3 separate regions of the Mus musculus genome follow, and regions 1 and 2 are each linked to region 3. A link is a contact called in public HiChIP or PLAC-seq data. All regions are on one chromosome and are shown on one strand. Each heading gives the region's core, a stretch centred on a gene start, on an enhancer-like site or on the middle of the called end of the contact. The rest is flanking DNA. Distances are from core to core; before and after follow the strand shown. Region 1 overlaps Zdhhc20 (zinc finger, DHHC domain containing 20). Region 2 overlaps Zdhhc20 (zinc finger, DHHC domain containing 20). Region 3 holds the start of Xpo4 (exportin 4).

Region 1 (3,028 bases), core at 363-2,862, 180 kb before region 3:
GCTCTACAATTGGCAAGATAGACTATTTACTGTGTTTTAAATGTGTAGTGGTTTCTCTGGGGAAAAAAGAGAGGTATCAGAATAATGCAAGATTGTGGGGGAAATGATGTTCAGTGATGCAGCTTTTGAGGCCACAGATTCAATCTCCAACACACACACACACACTAACAGATTTTCAGTTAAGTCTGTGTGTAGTGTGTTATGTGTGTGGTATATGCACATGAGTGTGCAGGTGCTCACACATGTGGGAGGACATATTGGATGTCTTCCATTTGCACTTTAGTGCCTTGAGTCAGGGCCTCCCACTGAAGCAGAAGCTCTCTGACTAGGGAGCTTTCTTGGTCTGCCTCTCTCCGACCTTTACATGGGTGTGAGTAGCCATTCCCACTACTTATGTGAGTGCTTCCAGAAAAAATACCTATACCCTCCTAGCTTTCTAACTCCTTTGTTAAACACTTTTTGTTTTAAATTAAAAATTTTAAATTATAGTTGTGCGTATGATGTGTGTACATGCATGCAGGCACACGTGTGGAGGTAAGAGGTTACGTTTGGAAGCCAGTTCTCCTTTAAACATGGGTTCTAGAGATAGAATTTGGGATGTTGGGCTTGAACAAGCATATTTTAACCTCTTGAGCCTTCTTGCTGCCCCTTTGGTCAGAAATTAAAAAAAATAAAACGGCTCACGTGCGTGAGTGAATTCCATAGACAGGTTTTTTGTTTGTTTGTTTTGTTTTTTTCGAGACAGGGTTTCCCTGTGTAGCCCTGGCTGTCCTGGAACTCACTCTGTAGACCAGGCTGGCCCGGAACTCAGAAATCCACCTGCCTCTGCCTCCCAAGTGCTGGGATTAAAGGTGTGCACCACCACACCCAGCCCATAGACAGATCTTTTGAGCTAGAGTTGTAAGTAGTTGTGGACCATTGAGGTAGGTGCTGAGAACCTCTGGAAAAGCAGCCAGAACTCTTTTTTTTTTTTTTTTCTTTTTTAAGATTTATTTATTCATATGAGTACACACCATTGCTCTCTCGACACACCAGAAGAGGGCATCAGATCCATTACAGATGATTGTGAGCCACCATGTGGCTGCTGGGAATTGTACTCAAGACCTCTGGAAGAGCACAGTCAGAGCCCCCCCCCTTTTTTTTTTCTTAAAAAGAAGTCATCTCTCCAGTCTGTTGTAGTTACCCTCAACCCCGCCCCCTTTTTGAGATAGGGTCTCTCTCCTTGTACTCCTGGCTATCCTAATATGTAGATCAGGATACATTCCAAAGTGCCTCAGACTCACAGAAGTTGTCCTGCCTCTGCCTCCCAAGTGCTGGCATTAAAGGTATGTGGTACCATACCTAGCCCATTAACTAGTTTTTAAATTAAGTAGGGCGACCTGTTGTGAAAGCCTAGGAGACCTGCCAATACAGTTTTTGTTGTAGTATGCCTCGGCCTACATGAACCGGGTATTTCTGGAAGGCAGGCTGGGGCTGAAAGAGACTAGACTGTGAGAGAAATAATACGGCCAAGACAAGTTTTCTCTGATCAAGGCCCGAGAGTTTACTAAGAGACTGTGCTTAAAAGGGGGAAGGTCCCCCGCGCCCGCCCCGAGTCCTTGGTGCTTTGTCGCCATGCTGTTGCTTATTCAGGAATGTCTCAGGAAGACAGGTTCAGCCTCTCTGAGGGTAGCAGCATCTTGAAGAAGAGCAGGGCAGTTGTCACTTCAAAAGAAGCCAGCCAAGTCGGAAAGCTGCACTGCAGGTGGCCCCACCTCAGTGGCAACAAGGTCTGTACCAGACCGCTTCAGGCTGGGGGAGGCTACAGGTTTTGAGACAGTCTCGTGTGTCCCAAGATGACCTTGAATTTACTGTACAGTCAAAGAAGACCTTGAACTTCTGGTCCTCCTGCTTCTTTTTTTTTTTTTTTTTTGGTGTTTTTTGAGACAGGGTTTCTTTGTGTAGCCTGCCTCTGCCTCCCAAGTGCTGGGATTAAAGGTGTGTCCCACCACGCCCGGCTGGTCCTCCTGCTTCTTATTCTTGAGTACTAGAACTACAGGGATGCACCACCATGTCCAGTTTCCTGTCTTGCTAGGGGCTGAACCTAGGACTCCATGAATACTAGGCAAACATTTTTTTCTGACTGAACCATACCTCCAGCCCTTTTATGGTTTTATTTTAAGAGCAAATATTTGAAGGCTTCTTCCTAGCCATATTTCTGTAAGAAGGAATGACAGAAACTGTTCATTCTTCAATACCTTATGGCAACTCTTACAAATGACAGTTACCTACACAGACTCCCGAGAAAAAGAAACAAGGTTGAGAAGGTGGGCATCAGCACATCTAAGAACAGGGGCAGCTTGGAGGAGAGACACGCAGAAGTAGAACTGAATATATCACATTCCACTTGTTTTTAATGCATATATAATAAAGGAAATGGAAGTACTCATGTTCCTCTGGATGTTGAGGGAAATCTGAATATGTATATAGGGTGTCAAAAAAAATTGCTAGGGAAAGAGTCCATCTTCTCATTTTATGGCTGAATTATTAGGTGTTTAATGACTTTAAATTATTTATTTACTTATTTACTTTATATTAATAAATAAATATGTGTATGGGTGGATATTTGCCTGCCTTTATATCTGTGTACCATGTAAGTACATGCCTGGTGCCCCCAGAGGTCAGAAGAGGGTGTTGGATCTCCTAGGACTGGAATTGCAGACAGTGGTAAGATGCCATGTAGTGCTGGGAAGAACAGTCAGTGCTCTTAACCCTGAGCTGTCTCTCCAGCCCCTAGGGACAGTTTATAAATTACTGGAGTGTTTATGGGCTCAGCCTGCTATGATGGACCCATTGTTTGCTTCTGTAGTCATTGTTTCAGAAAACATGGTCTTATTTTATTACTCTTCAGGTATGACTTTTTTTTTCTTTTTTTTTTTTTTTTTTGGCGGAATCAGTCTTTATGAAGAACCAGAATAAGTTGCACTTTAGAGATTCAGTATCCTTACAATTAACCCTTCTTTCTTCTTTCCTCAGAATGAACCAACAG
Region 2 (2,924 bases), core at 30-2,529, 200 kb before region 3:
ACTCATAACTGGTCGAAATGCTGAGAAGAAATGATTTGTTGAGCGCTCATCTCTAAGTAGGGGCATCTGCATCACTCCCTCTATGGCTCAGGAGCACTGGGGGAAGAACAGGTGAAACAAATCTTGAGAGTGGAGGGAGCTGGACATGGTGCTGCATGCCTGTAGTCTCAGCATGTGGCAGGAGAGGCAGGAGTTCAAGGCTAGCCTGATCTGCAGCTCCAGTTCCAGGACAGCCATGGCTACACAAGAGAAACAAAGAAGGAAAAAGCAGCCTGGGGGGAAGGCTCAGCTGGTAAAGTGCTTGAGTAAAACTTGAATTCAGATCCTTAGCATATAAACTGAATATATACACATCACATTTGTATCTCCAGCACTGGTGCAGCAAAGGCAGGCGCCTGATTCATGGAAGCTTATTGGCTAACCATCCCAGCAAAAAAAAACGATGGGCTGAGTCCAGTAAGAGACTCTGCCTCAAAAAGTAGAGTGAAGAGTGATTGAGAAAAACACCTAGCACTGATCTCTGTCCTCTACACATGTGCACATACACCCACAAACAGAGCATTAGCAGACTTGTGCATACACCCACCTTGAGCACATATATATATATACACCATATATATACATGTTTACATATACATAAACATGCAAGTAGAGAAGAAAGACACTTGGCAGTAACTTACATTTATTTATAAATGTTTCATATTTACTTAGTTATATGTACTTATTTATATACATAGTTGCATAATTATTTTAATTTTACTTACATAATTGTTATAAAAAAGTTTGGTGTTACTAGGCAATCATTCTACCACCAAGCCATATTTCTCAGCCCTCAACATTTTTTTTAAACTGTGATTTATTAAGGATTTAAATTTCACCTGTAAAAGGCAAAGGTGCAAAAATCGTGGAGTTCCTGTGCTAAGCCGTCCTTAGTAGGAAGTGCTAATACTTTTCATCTGTAGGGTTTTTTGTTAAAGTGTACACGAAGTTAAGTTCGAAGTTTGTTTTGTTTTCATGTTTTTATTTGGGAGTCCTCCCCCTATTGCAGGTAAAACTTTTTCAAAGCACACTAGGTAAGAAGTACAAATGTAGTCGTTGTCTTTCTCCATCTAGTTCTACTTGTCAAACTCTGAGAAGGAGCGTTATGAGAAGGAGTTCAGCCAAGAAAGACAGCAAGACATTTTGAGAAGAGCGGCAAGAGACCTGCCTATCTACACCACATCAGCTTCAAAGGGTAAGAGAAGCAGGCTGGACTTTGAAAGGAGTTTTAAATGTGCATGTTTCTATTAGGATAGATCTGCTTGACTTGACTGACCACAATTTCCTGTTGACTGCATCTTGTGTGGTATTTCAGATGTAAGGCAACTTCTCAAAGGGGTTCAATGTGAATCTGGGTTTAGTTTGTCTTGTTGCCTGTTTTCACTCTAACACTCAGCCTTCTCTGCTAGAGCTTTCAAATCCTGTTCCTACTACACTGCCGTTTGAAAGTTCTGATTTAAATTTAACTATTGTATGTCAGTGTATAAATAAGAAATCAAGAAAGTGTGAAATATGGGGAGAAGTAAAGACAATGGGGAGAAAATTTACCAAGATACGAGTTTTGAGGCCAAGCTATGAACTCTGCTGGCTAGTTTTATGTCAACATGACACAAACTAGAATCATCAGAAAGGAGGGAACTTCAACTGAGAAAATGAGGTCAGGCAAGCCTGTAGAGCATTTTCTTAATTAGTGGTGGACGAGGAACCTAGCCCATTGTGAGTGGTTCCATTCCTAGGCTGATGGTCCTCGGTTCTATAAAAAAAAGCAGGTGGAGCAAGCCGGTAAGCAGCACCCTTACATGGCCTCTACATCAGTTCCTGCCTCCGGGTTCTAGCCATACTTGCGTTCCTGCCCTGACATCCTTCAGTGAACAGCGATGTGGAAGTGTAATCCAGATCCTTTCCTTCTGGCCTTGTGTTGATCAGGTGTTTCGTTACAGCAGTAGCAATCCTAACAAGCCCCATTCATTTTCCTGGTTCTAGCCTGCCTGTTTCCTCTGGGACACTGCCCCTCAGGGTCGATGAGACATTCTTCCCTTTACTTTGGTTTAACTCTCTGATAGAGAGGAGTCAGAGATGCTGTTGAGCTGGTCACTTTCTATACTAGAGGGAATTGTTTAAGTTATATAACTTGTTAATTGGTTCAGACAAGATAGTACCAGATTAATGGTTCCTTTGTGCTGAGGTGTACAGAACTCATTGAAGTTCACAATAACCCCATGGGGTAGATATTGTAGTCCCATGTGTACACGGGAAAGTAAGATACAGACCTGGGATAATCTTGTCACCATAATGAGGACCAGCCCAGGAAGCTGAGAGACCAGTGAAAAGCAGCAGAGGAACCAGAACCTAGGTTGGGAGTTATTGCCAGACTTCCTGACAGAAGCATGGGCTAGCCTTAAACTCCGATCCTCCTGCCTCGGCCACTGGAGGGCTGGGATGGAGTCAGGCATATTGCAGGCATTTGAGTGCAGTTATAAACATCTATATGGCCATTTATAGCATGCTAGCAGACTGCAGGAAAACCAACTGTGATCGCTCTGGGGGAGTCCTTGTACTGTGTGACTCAGGATGGCAGTAGATAATGTCAATGGACACAGGTTGAATTACTTGTTCAAGATCATCACAAGGCTGTATGTGAAGAAACAGGAATTGAATTCAAGTATTCTAATTTTGGAACCAAATGAACTTCTCAGGAACAGAGCACACAATCAAGGAGCTTACTGTTGTGGCTGTGTATAAACCCTGACTCAAAGTTTTAAACTGAGTATAGTGGTTCACACCTTTAATCCCATCAGACAGAGTATGAGGCTATCCTGGTCTTACATAATGAGTTACATTATTACATAGGTAGGCTCTGTCTCAAAAAACAAAACAAGGGCTGG
Region 3 (2,836 bases), core at 131-2,630:
ATTAACAGCACTTCAACTAATTTTGTCATCTGGTAATGAAATGAAAGACACTTTTATTTCTCAAGCAAAAAAAAAAAAATCTCATTAATTTACTTCTCAAAAATAGTAGAGAAGTCAAAAAAATCCAAACAAACAAACAAAAAACCGATTGGCCATGCCTTTAATCCCAGCACTGAGGAGGCAGAGGGCAGGTGGATCTTTGTGTTTGAGGCTGGCCTGGTCTACAGCGTGAATAGAAAAATCCTGTTAAAAACACAAGAAAAGGGGCTGGAAAGATGGCTCAGCGGTTAAGAGCACTGACTGCTCTTCTGAAGGTCCTGAGTTCAAATCCCAGCAACCACATCGAGGCTCACAACCATCCATAGTGAGATCTGATGCCCTCTTCTGTGGAGTCTGAAGTCAGCTACAGTGTATTTACATATAAAATAAATAAATAAAGGCACTGAGAGTGGGTGGGGTGAAGAGAAGAATTTACATTTGTTTCAATAGAAACAATAGTAATAGAGAGATAGCTTAGTGGTTAAAAGCACTGGCTGCAATTCCAGAGGACTCAGGTTCAGTTCCAGCACCCTTACAATCATCAGTAACTCCAGTTGCTGGGGATTTGACACTCTCACACAGACATACATGCACACAAAACAATGCACATAAAATAAAAAATAAATCATTTAAAAATTAATGCAATTCTATTTCGAAGACACAAAACCTCAAAGGGGCGGAGGGCAGACTTACAAATCTCTGGGAAAACCAGGAAGTCTACAGAAGGAACTCAAAAACGTGGATTTTCCCCAGAAAGCAGAACAGGCAGTCAACAAAACTCAGAAAATGGAGCTGTCAGGTCGAAACATACAAATACTTCAACTAGACCACCTTTTGAACATTGAACTAGCTGATGTCGGGATCACTTTCCTGGACGTAGACTTTGAAAAACAAAACCTTAAAGAACCGGAGAGAAGACAGCGCGTTGAAGTTACTGTAACGCACCTTTCCTCGCAGATTCTGTACTTAGCATTGCTATTATAAACTCCTGAAGTCCAAAGCTGGCGGCAGCTGAGCCCTTACTGACTTCAGGAAGCCAAGTGGTTAGGGAGAGGGTTTCAAAAATCAAGAAAACCAAGCATTTCGTCCACGGATGCCCTTTTCTCACAGCGGAATGAACCGCGGAGCGGGAGGCATGAATTCTGGGCGTAGACGCACCCTTAGGAGAGCGCTTCCAAGGCTAAGAGATCCTGCTCCACACCGGACAGCCTATGGGAGCGAGAGGAAGCTCCCGCACGGGCAGGACACCCAAACCTTAACCCGCAGCTAACGGGCTGCGCGGCTCCGGTCCAGGACCTCGCGGCCCGCACCCAGCAGGGAACCACGCATGCGCAGGCCCCAGACCCGCGCGGGATGCCCGGCCGCGGCTGACAGAGCCAACCGCTCGGCCTCGCCCGGTGCCGGCTGCCGCCGCCCTCCTCCCAGCGCCGCGACCGGGCTCACGCTTGTCTCCTTCCAGCTGCTCAGGAATCGGCGGTCCCGTCAGGCCGCTGGGGGCGCGACGCCGACGGCTGCTGCGACAGCCCGGGAGGCGCGAGAGGCGCCGGGGTCGCGGCGGCGATTGGCCGGCCGCGGCGCCTGCTCCCAGAATGCAGCGCATGGCGCGTCATTGAAGAGAGACCATGATGGCGGCGGCGCTGGGGCCCCCAGAAGTGATCGCTCAGCTGGAGAACGCGGCCAAAGTTCTGATGGTGAGGACGCCGGGTCCGGAGAAACGGGGGATTAGTGGGACTCCGGCTGGCTCTCCCTGGTCAGGCCTGCTGTCCGCTGGGTTGGTGGCCAGGAAGGGCCTTGGGATGAACCCTGAAGTGGAGGTGGTGGTGGCGTGGCGCAGGATTCTCCATCCTACTTTCCTCTTGCCTTGGTTCTTTACTTTCTAGTGCTGTCTCCTTCCCTGACCGCCTTGTTCCTCCGCCTGGCACTGGGGTGTAGTGGTGTAAGATGGAGAGTTTCCTGTGCCGCCAGCTTCGCTCCATACCTCGCTAGGCAGACTGGGTAGCAGAGCAAGGCACAGGGTGAACCCCGCAGGACTTGGGTTAGGGAACATTCTTGGGACTGTGTGCATGACGCTGGGGAGTTGATCCTGTTAGGAGAGGGATGGCATAGTCTGGGTGCTGTTAGCAACCCTCGTTCTCTTGTGGATCGGGTCCCCTAGCTCTTTGCCTGACATGCAGACTGTTCTGGGTAACCGCAGCAGGCGGCACGTGGACGGACCGGCCGGAGGGAGAGAGGCTAATCTTTAGGACCAAGGTCGTTGGGGCAAAACTTGGTTCAAGACCTACTCTTTGTGGGTTTCGCGTTTTGGAAAACTGACTCTGTGGCAGGTTCCCAGGTACTTATTAGCTGAAGTCTAACAACTACCACGAAATAGTTTGGTGAGGGTGTTTGAGCAGGACGAGTCGGTATTATAAACAGGATTTCACATAGGGAGCAAAAGTAAGGAGAAGGATACTGTTTCGTTACTTAGTAAACTGTGTGTCTTATGCTTGCTGGCTCAGCCTGATTTCTTTCTTTCGTTCTTTGTAAATTATGACGATTGCATTTGTAGGGTTTTTTGTTTTGTTTTTAAAATTAGATGTCCATTTTATTACTTGAAATGATTTAGACATTTTAACAACTAAATGCAGCTAGATTTCTTTTTTACCCTACTTTAAGGTTACTGTCAAGGATTCTGTTGGAGCATCCTATTTAAGGATATTTTAGTTAAGGCCTGGAGAGACTGCTCAGTAGTTAAGAGCACGTGTTGCTTTTCCAGAGGACCTGAGCAGGTTCCCAGGTCAGGTAGTCAGTAGTTACC

The links. HiChIP or PLAC-seq counts read pairs in DNA pulled down with a chosen protein or histone mark.
Region 1: an H3K4me3 HiChIP or PLAC-seq map of embryonic stem cells shows a contact between it and region 3, with 17 read pairs. The contact joins the enhancer-like site here to the promoter of Xpo4 in region 3. A contact is called at or near these places in 6 of 39 promoter capture datasets (the C10 cell line, HPC-7-derived erythroid cells, embryonic stem cells and 2 more), 3 of 484 Hi-C or Micro-C datasets (bone marrow-derived macrophages, granulocyte-monocyte progenitors and nephron progenitors), 11 of 115 datasets of contacts at active chromatin or transcription factors (the 230-238 cell line, the NIH/3T3 cell line, the SCID.adh cell line and 6 more) and 3 of 9 other capture datasets (adipose tissue, liver and pancreatic islet).
Region 2: a contact with region 3 is called in an H3K4me3 HiChIP or PLAC-seq map of the SCID.adh cell line, with 11 read pairs. The contact joins the enhancer-like site here to the promoter of Xpo4 in region 3. A contact is called at or near these places in 6 of 39 promoter capture datasets (HPC-7-derived erythroid cells, embryonic stem cells, epiblast stem cells and 3 more), 2 of 484 Hi-C or Micro-C datasets (cerebral cortex and nephron progenitors), 15 of 115 datasets of contacts at active chromatin or transcription factors (the 230-238 cell line, the NIH/3T3 cell line, the SCID.adh cell line and 7 more) and 3 of 9 other capture datasets (adipose tissue, embryonic stem cells and liver).

Annotation. Positions count from the first base shown.
Region 1 is chr14:57,847,050-57,850,077 of GRCm38.p6, reverse strand. It overlaps Zdhhc20 (zinc finger, DHHC domain containing 20), which reads left to right. Exons shown (of 13, transcript NM_029492.5): 8 at 3,016-3,028. Among named protein-coding and RNA genes, the nearest start is that of Mrpl57, 22 kb to the right of the region's middle. Within about 2 kb of position 1,612, at least 8 of the 459 cell types and tissues checked have an H3K27ac peak or open chromatin away from gene starts, as enhancers often do. A contact at or near this core is called in embryonic stem cells, where this site is marked.
Region 2 is chr14:57,863,831-57,866,754 of GRCm38.p6, reverse strand. Zdhhc20 (zinc finger, DHHC domain containing 20) reads left to right here. Exons shown (of 13, transcript NM_029492.5): 4 at 1,114-1,234. Among named protein-coding and RNA genes, the nearest start is that of Zdhhc20, 25 kb to the left of the region's middle. Within about 2 kb of position 1,279, at least 31 of the 459 cell types and tissues checked have an H3K27ac peak or open chromatin away from gene starts, as enhancers often do. A contact at or near this core is called in the SCID.adh cell line and bone marrow-derived macrophages, where this site is marked.
Region 3 is chr14:57,663,782-57,666,617 of GRCm38.p6, reverse strand. It overlaps Xpo4 (exportin 4), which reads left to right and starts at 1,380. Exons shown (of 23, transcript NM_020506.2): 1 at 1,380-1,730. The coding sequence starts at 1,662.